Regions from separate parts of the Mus musculus genome. Here regions 1 and 2 are each linked to region 3. A link is a contact called in public Hi-C data. All regions are on one chromosome and are shown on one strand. Each heading gives the region's core, a stretch centred on a gene start, on an enhancer-like site or on the middle of the called end of the contact. The rest is flanking DNA. Distances are from core to core; before and after follow the strand shown. Region 1 overlaps H6pd (hexose-6-phosphate dehydrogenase (glucose 1-dehydrogenase)). Region 2 has its middle 30 kb from the start of Gm42354. Region 3 has its middle 12 kb from the start of Gm13070.

Region 1 (2,818 bases), core at 85-2,584, 90 kb after region 3:
AGAGCACTGGCTGCTCTTCCAGAGGACCTGGGTTCAATTCCCAGCACCCACATGGCAGCTCACAACTGTCTGTAACTCCAGTTCCAGGGCATCTGATACCCTCACACAGACACATAGGCAGGCAAACATGCACATAAAAATTTTAAAATCATTTAAAAAAAAAAAGAAGAAGAAGCAAGAAATTAACAAGATGGGACTACTTAAAGTGCAGTTACCAGGAACATTTGCCTGGAATTAGAAATCAGGATCTAGCCTGGAGATGCTAACTGGCATGTCGCCCCAAGGAGGACAACTTCTGCCATTTGTATGCCCCTGTGTCCTTCCCATAGTGGACTCACAGGCCTACCCAAGGAACCTGACTCAGCCATGTGAGCCCTTCATGGGTCCCCTGGAAAGGAACAGGCCCCACAGGGTGCTGGCATGGCTTCTAGAATCTAACATACAGTTTCTGGACAACACTGGACATTTTCCCAGTTTCAAATCTTCAGTCACTAAGGCCCTGCCACGTGGCACACTGGGCTATTGGCAGGACAAGGTGTGCCTGTGCATAGCATTTAGCATCTGCCCATCAGTGGGGAGACCACAGAGCCACCAGGCAAGGTGCAGACTTTTGCTTCCATTGTTTCAACAGGGAGTGAGCAGGGTGCAGTTAGAAGATCCCAGGCGGGGTCAGAGCCAGCCCAGGGTTACGGCCTGCAGGCCAGTGCTAAGCCACAGCTACAGGGACCCTAAGGGAGCCAGAAGTGAATCCAGGGAGGGAAGGCTGTGTCCCAGACACAGTGACCACATGTCCCTCTTCCCTTCCCCAGGAACCTGGACACCTTGTCCTGTCTTCCCAGCCTCAGATCCCCACTTCCAGACAGGCAGGAGGCTGGCAAAGGCTGTATTCGTCACACTGTTTATCAACTCAATGTTAAGTGGTTTGCAAGCAACAATTTTTTAATGAAAATTTTTAAAAAAATAGAGGGTATCCCAGGTCTTAAGGCTGAGAGCTCCTTCCTGAGACAGATTCGTACACAGATGTGACTGATTGGTAAAGCCCTGCTGGCTGTGGATGATGGTTCAGAAAGTCTGAAGAGCAGCATCTTCCGTGGTCCTGGCTCTGAACATCACTCCTTCCTAACCCGGGGCAGAAAGGGAAAGGGCACACACAGGTGCATGCCAGAGAACACAGACAATGTCCCCCACCAACCTTTCCAATGAAATTTTATTTGTGCTTGCTTCCGGAAAGGAGATCTTTGGTATTTCCCCCACACTGGCCTCCCCTGTGCAGAGACTCCCCACAGACAGAGGCGAGTCATTCATCTGGATAAGAACGGGACATTCTAGGCTCAGGCTGGGCAGTGACTCACCGTTATTCAGAATGGTGACACAGAGCCTGGGCACCCTCTCTCCTGAGGCATGCAAGGCCCCTTGCTCTCTGATGTTGCAACTGCAGAAGGCCGAGTCCCTAAGAACTGATGAAAACGCACTGGGCTAAGACGCCTGAGAGGCAGTGAGCAAGAAAAGCGAAGAAAAGACGTTTGGCACTAAAACCCGCCTCCTGGGTGGAATGTGAGTGGTGGCACGTGGGCTCCCCCACATGGCTAAAGGTGGAACTTCACCTGCGACTACCTGCATCCAAGCCTGAGCAAAGCAGGCCAGGAAAGGACCCCAGGGCGTTCCTCTTTTCTGCCAAGGAATAGAGGTGTTCTGTCAGTCTGGGTCACTGGAGGTCAGAGTAAGCAGAATTTCAACAAGAGTGCCTTTCATACAGAGCCCTCAGCTCAGGCTACACTCTATGCACACATCTCTAGTGAAAGCAAGAATTCTTTTCCATGTGCTGTCTGGGAGAAAGTACAATCAAATAAAAGGAGAGAAACAGATTTCCTGACGCTCCTCATCACAGGAAACCTCTCTATGGGAAAATTCTGAAAGACACGGAGACTCTGTGACTGACACATAGGTAACTGTGAGGACGGGCCATCCTAACCCTTCTGGGCCTTCCCTTGTTCACATGACTCAGCAGGAGGCCTAAATGAAAACTGTATGTGCCCTGAAATGTTTATGTTGTTGGCCCTGGAGGGGACTGAAGTTAGGAGCTGCCTGTAGTGTTCCCAGTGGTACCAGGTTCGTCAGTAAGAATGGTGGAGATGCCCGGCAGAGGAGGGGCTGCTGCCAGACTTGAAGCCAGAGAGAGGTAGTGTGAGGAGGGCTAGCTGCAGTCTGCCCTGATGCTGGCAATTGGCCACATAAGCCCTAGAAAGAGGCTGTGATCTGGAGTCACCCCCGACCCAGGAGCAGACAGAGCCCTCCCGTCTAGATAGATCAGAGATGCCCGACAGCCCAATGACAGCATAACAGTTCTTAGTGGGAAAGGGAGCCCCGGTCTCTAGATCTGGGGGAACTTCTGACGTGGCAGTGTCTGTGTCTGTAGAGAGGGAGAGGCTGAGGGGTAATGGGGAATACTGAGGACAGTGGGTGTCCTCCCAGAGTAGACAGAAGCTGCCCGGAGGAGCGCTGGATCTCAGCTAGGTGCACAGAGGGATGATGGGATACCAGAAGAGGCAAGGCGCCCGGTGCAGGCTCAGGATTGTGTCTACTCTGCTGGCCTGGCTCAGAGCAAGACATTCACCAGGAGTCTCTGCACCCTGCTCCCCATCAACACTGGCCCCTCTTTCCACAGAAACCAGTTTGAAGATCGCAGGCCAGTCTTGGCAGGCCACTTTGGTTCTTTAGCGTGGAGCCTTCGCCCAGTCTTACTGTGTGTTGTAGCTACTGGTGTGTAACTGCTGGAGGCCTTAGTCCCTCTCCTATCTGGGTTTTGAGGCCAGAGCTC
Region 2 (2,723 bases), core at 197-2,696, 69 kb before region 3:
AAGCAGTAAGCTGCCATCGGCTTCTGGCACCAGCCCCAGGAAGCTCAGATTGGTAATTCCAGTAAATACTAACACCCAAGGCTGCACCTAAGCAGATTAGAAACCACAGCCACAGGTGTTTTTCACTCCTGCTAGATGGAAGCCCTCAGCCAGGATTATAAGAGAAGGGGTTGGGGGGGGGGAGAGGGAGGTGAGACAAATGTGCATGCGTGCTAGAGTCACTGGTCCATGAAAGTTACTGCAGCAAAGGCCTCCTGCCTGCAGCCTGGTCTCCTGCTCAAATGCAGCTTCCTGCCTGTAGCACTCAGCCCTCTTCAAGCTGACCCTGTGTTTGATGGCTCCGAGCCTTCCAGTCCCCTGCAGATCCCACCGTCCCCTGTCCCCCACCCCCACCCCCACCCCCGCCGCCCCCAGACCTGTTCAGCTTGCATTTGGCTCTGCTTCCAACTCAGCACTGCCTGTCTGACCTACGCTGCCTCTTTAACCCTCTCTTAGACATCCCGACTATATTGTGATAGGTGGTCTGAGAGTTTAGTAATTACGATTAGAATCAGACAACCTGCGATTGCCAGCCAGCTACCAAGTGAGACTGGGATCACCTGGCAAATTGTGGCTGGCTTGTTTATTTATACATTTTGATATTGAGGGAAGACACAAGATTGTCTATGACAATGACCTGTTTCAGGAGTAGGGCTTTTGCAGATGTGACTAGAGAGCTTCGGATGCAGTCATCTTGGATTTGCGTGACCTCTACATCCCATCCCTGATGTCTTCCTATGAAGAGGATTGGACCCAGAGGCTAAGAGAGAAGAGGAGGCCAGTTGAGACCAGAGATTGGAGAATATAGCTGAGGAAATTGTTCTTCCACAGGCTGGAGAGGCCAGAATAGCTTCCTCCCAACCCCGCAGTGTCGCGTGTCGCAAAGAACACAGACCTGCTGATGCCTCGATTCTTTCCTTCTGGCTTGATGGGAAGTGATACTTTTCTGTTGTTTTCAGACACCCAGTTTATGGTAATTTGTGATTGGTGGCAGCATTCCTGAGAGGGAGATTGCTGTCTCTCAAGCATTTGCCTTAGAGCACGCAGTAGATGCTCATTAAAATCCAGAATCGCCTGTGCCACCATTCCTGAGGACACTGTGGGCAACATCAAGGCATCTATGTGAGCTTTCAGGGAACAGCCTGTGACCCTGCAGGGGACCCAGGTAGCACAAGGAACACCCTGGGTCTCCAAGGGTAGTCACTCAAGCTGACATAGTGTTTTGCCTAGCATTCCTGGCTGGAGCCCTGGAAGGACAGAGCCAGAGGGAGAGGGCAGAGTCTGCAGCTGGGGAAGGCAGCAGCAGGGTTGGGTTGAGGCTTTCAGGAGGAATGCTTACCACCCTGAGTCATGGCATGTAGGCCAATGGCCATCGCTGACACATCACACCCCAGAGGGAGGCGGGCAGTGACCTCATGCTGGTTGTCAAACACTCAGCAAGCCTCCCAGTACCGCCCAGTGCTTCAGCATTGCCCAGAGGGAGCTGTCTCCACCCCTCCCCTGCACACTCGGGCCAACAAGCAGGACAAGCAGACATTTGGGCCAAGACGTTAGATGCTTTTGGGGCGAGGTGAATGGTTTCCACTTCCCAGAGGGCAATGGGATCATAAACTCTGGAATACAAGCTACGCAGCTGCTGCAGCTGCAAAGAGCAAGCACTCTGGGATCAGCTTTGCAAGACTCAGTCCCTCCTGCCTCTTGCCTGTAAAAAATGATGGTTTACAGATGGGGAAACTGAGGCCCAGAGGCTCTACATCTCTGAACCAAAGGGCATCCTGGAATAGGAGCAGTCTGAAACTAAGAATTTATTTTGAGACCGAGTCTGCTGTAAACCCTGGGCCAGGATCCTCACTCTGCCCTGGGTCTAGGAGGGGCTGGAGTCAGTCTCTAGATTTTTGAGTTTTAAAATCTGTTTTTCTTTCTTTCTTTCTTTCTTTCTTTCTTTCTTTCTTTCTTTCTTTCTTTCTTCCTTCCTTCCTTCCTTCCTTCCTTCCTTCCTTCCTTCCTTCCTCCTTCTCTCTCTCTCTCTTTCTCTCTCTCTCTCTCTCTCTAGCTTATAGTTTTTTGAGACAGTGTTTCTCCATGGAGCCCTGGCTGTTCTGAAACTTGCTCTGTAGCCTCAAACTCAGAGATCCAGCTGCCTCAGCCTCCCAAGTGCTAGGATTAAAGGTGTGTGCCAACACCGCCTGGCTTTCTTTCTTTGAAGATTGATTTGTTTTCAAGTTGTATATGTGTGTGGGTATGTGCACGAACGCCAGTGCCCACAGAGGCCAGAAGAGGGTGTTATGTCCCCTGGAACCGGAGTTAGAGGTGGTAGTGAGCCACTTGACTTGGGTCCTGGCAACCAAACTGTGGTCCTCTGCAAGAGCAGCAAGTGTTCCTCACTGCTGAGCCGTCTCTGCAGCTCCTGCCCTGGAGTGTGATGTGTCAGCTGGCAGTGCTGAGGTGGGGACCCAGGACCCTCATTCACACTCTGTGCTCTGCTTCTGAGACTCGTGCGAGGTCCCAGGGAGCCTGGCCTTGTTACTCTTACCTGGGAGTAAAGGTGTCTGCTGGCAGCCATAATGCATATCCTCTCCTTAGAAAGGGAGGGAGGGAGGGAGGGAGGGAGGGAGGGAGGGAGGGAGAGAGAGAGAGAGAGAGAGAGAGAGAGAGAGAGAGAGAGAGAGAGAGAGAGAGAGAAA
Region 3 (2,700 bases), core at 52-2,551:
ACCCTCCTACTCATCCTTCCCAATGCCCCTAGGACATCCCTGCCCAGGATGCCTGGGAGGGTCCACCACATTCTCCCCTGCAGCCCCTGCCCCGTGTCTGCCAGTTCGTGTCCTCCCGTTGAACCTCAGGTTTTCTGGGTCTCTATTCAGTGTCCACGTGCGTCTGGCACAGGCAATGGGGCCAAGACCTGTTTGGGTCTAATGGGACTCCATTAGTCTGGGGTCTTTGGCAACATTTTATAGGCTATCCTGACAGGAACCCTGGCCTCTGAGCCTTCATAGGAGGCCGGCATGTTCTCAGGGTGAGTCTGGGCTGGGCTGCTGCATGGCTTCCCTTGAAGGAAGTGACACCTGCAGCCAAATCCATCCTTTCAGGAAGTGGGGGCGGGGGGGGGGCATGCTCAAAGAGACCATCAGCTTCCTGAAGGGCTGCTAAGGACCCAGGAGGAAGTGCTGAGCCAGAGGGAGGGGCTGTCTGGCAGCAGTAGGGATTGCTAGGAGGCGTCTCTTTCCCACTGCCCCGTAAATAAATGGGTAATGATTCTAGGGCATGCGTGCGTGCGTGCGTGCGTGCGTGCGTGCGTGCGTGCGTGCGTATATGCATGGCTTCTTGGGCTTCTGGTCATATCTCCTCACTCACACTGCCTTTGATCTTGGTAATAGCATGAGCTTGGTTCAAAGTTATTATTATTCCCAATCACAGAAGGCACAGTCAGGCTACCTGGGCAGCTGACAGGGCCACATTCACAGATGTTGAGTCCAAACCCCAGACGTATGATCTTGGGCCTGAGTCCCTATACTTCTGCAGGGTCACTGTGCCTGATGTGGGCCAGCCTGGGAATGTCTTAAGTTCCGCCATCATTTTTGGGCGGGTAACACAGGTTTTTGGGAGAGATGAACCATTGGGAACTTTTTTCTTTTTTCTTATTGCAGAAGGAAAAAAAAAGGGGGGTTGGGTGGGGGAGTAGCTGGGCAAGATCACAGAGGGGCGGTCCTGAGGCTAGAGGGCACCCCTGGCACCTCAGAGAAGCAGGGCTCTCAAAACCCTCTAGTCCTCAACTACACTCCTCTCAGAAGGAGGCCTCCCAGGCGTCTCCCGGAGGCAGAGCCAAGTTCTAGCTTAGGCAAAGGGTGTTTTCCTTCCCGGCGGACAAAACATCGCTGGCGCTTTCAGGAGGGGACTGAACACTCTGTCCACTCTGGCGGCCCTCGGCCAGGATTCCTGGACGGACACAGGCATGCTTTCACAGGCAACAAGATTAATCACGCGTCTCCTTCCTCCTCCCCGCCCCTTTCCCTGTCACACTCAGCTCTGCTTCACAGCCCCAGGAAGTGATCATGAGCCTGGAGTCCCGAGTCCCTTGCCACAGGGAGGGCTAGAAATGTGTTCTAACTTCCAGTGAACTCCAGTAGTCTCATGCTAGGGAAAATCCTGACCACCCTTTAGGGCTGTCTTGGCTCAACACTGCGGCATCCACAGACAGGCTGTACTCACTAGTACCTCCCTCTCTCGTGCACAATGTTAGGAACCTTCTAGAAGCTCTTGGCTGAGCTTTTGGTCCCAGCCCTCGTCCTCTGTGCCTTTGGGGTCAGATGGCTAAAGCGGGAGAGACCAGGACACAGAACAAGAAAGACAAAAAAGTCATACTCGGTACATACATCTCTCAGGCCACACCCCAAGTGCTTGAGCTCAGACAGGCATTCCAGAGCGTTCTTAGAGCTTCTGAGAGAAATCCTGAAGTCAGACCCTCAGGACCTCCTCAGGAAGGTGGGATGCTTTGGAAACTGGGCTCCCAGCCTGGCTCCCCCTCAACGTCCCAACAAGATTCCTGCTAAACAGGAGCGAGCCTTCAGGCAGCTGAAAAGACAGGCTTGTGGGGTTGGCGCCAGGGCCCAAACCCACTGGGGCAAGCTGAACTCCAGCAGGAGGTGGCTGTTCACCAGTAAGCAAGTTGTAAAACCCAGCTCAGACACAACATCTGGCAGCTGCTTCAAATAGTTTTCTGTCTGCAGTTGGAGCTGCTCTCGGCCTCCTGTAAATCAAACCATGCGCACAGAGGACTGTGACGACTGACCACGGCACCCCAGTTTGGCATGGCACCAGCTGCAACTCCTGTCTCCCAGTAGCTCGGGATTCACATTCCATGTCCTTGTAGGACCAATTCACGCAGCCCTCCAGGAAAAGCTGCAGGGGTCCGTTGGCATCCTTGTGCCATCAGACAGGGGTGGGGGGTAGGGTGGAGGGAAGAAGACCTCTTGAGGTCCCATAGGGAACTTGACCCTTAAGATGTGATGTCTCACTCAGGCTCAACCTCTGTTTCCAGGGACCTCTCTGATTGGTGCTCATCCTTTCTAGACCGTGATAGTATAGTAGGTCAGAGGGGAGACAGCATCTATATTAGCACGCACTGAAGTGTACAGTAAAAGATTTGTAACTGGATCCTGGACCTACGACATTGAGTCTGCCCTGGGTTCCTCCCAGGGAATATGGGTCAAGCACACAGAAACCTGGTGTCGGAGGACTAGCCTTTAGGTAAGTGGCCAGGGAGAGAGGACAACGTAACCAGTGATGACTGAGAACTCTGTGTGGCAGCAGCCCCCATGGGCTAGCCTGGGCTGCATTTCTCATGGGCTTCTGTTGGAAAAGTCCTCTCAGCCACCTCAGGAACTTTGTCCTTAAGATGCAGTGGAGATCTGCAT

The links. A called contact is a pair of places that touch in the nucleus more often than the background predicts.
Region 1: a Hi-C map of uterus shows a contact between it and region 3, with 2.8 times the contacts expected there. The contact joins two enhancer-like sites. A contact is called at or near these places in 6 of 484 Hi-C or Micro-C datasets (bone marrow-derived macrophages, centroblasts, embryonic stem cells and 2 more), 3 of 115 datasets of contacts at active chromatin or transcription factors (double positive thymocytes and embryonic stem cells) and 2 of 9 other capture datasets (embryonic stem cells and liver).
Region 2: a Hi-C map of uterus shows a contact between it and region 3, with 2.4 times the contacts expected there. The contact joins two enhancer-like sites. A contact is called at or near these places in 13 of 484 Hi-C or Micro-C datasets (the G1E-ER4 cell line, Kupffer cells, Sertoli cells and 7 more), 8 of 115 datasets of contacts at active chromatin or transcription factors (the 3134 cell line, CD8 T cells, differentiating embryonic stem cells and 5 more) and 3 of 9 other capture datasets (adipose tissue, embryonic stem cells and pancreatic islet).

What each region holds. Positions count from the first base shown.
Region 1 is chr4:149,978,562-149,981,379 of GRCm38.p6, forward strand. It overlaps H6pd (hexose-6-phosphate dehydrogenase (glucose 1-dehydrogenase)), which reads right to left. Exons shown (of 5, transcript NM_001291004.1): 5 at 913-2,818. Among named protein-coding and RNA genes, the nearest start is that of H6pd, 23 kb to the right of the region's middle. Within about 2 kb of position 1,335, at least 206 of the 459 cell types and tissues checked have an H3K27ac peak or open chromatin away from gene starts, as enhancers often do. A contact at or near this core is called in bone marrow-derived macrophages, liver and uterus, where this site is marked.
Region 2 is chr4:149,819,330-149,822,052 of GRCm38.p6, forward strand. No RefSeq gene overlaps it. Among named protein-coding and RNA genes, the nearest start is that of Gm42354, 30 kb to the left of the region's middle. Within about 2 kb of position 1,447, at least 109 of the 459 cell types and tissues checked have an H3K27ac peak or open chromatin away from gene starts, as enhancers often do. A contact at or near this core is called in adipose tissue, bone marrow-derived macrophages, heart atrium and 1 more, where this site is marked.
Region 3 is chr4:149,888,805-149,891,504 of GRCm38.p6, forward strand. No RefSeq gene overlaps it. Among named protein-coding and RNA genes, the nearest start is that of Gm13070, 12 kb to the right of the region's middle. Within about 2 kb of position 1,302, at least 136 of the 459 cell types and tissues checked have an H3K27ac peak or open chromatin away from gene starts, as enhancers often do. A contact at or near this core is called in adipose tissue, bone marrow-derived macrophages, heart atrium and 2 more, where this site is marked.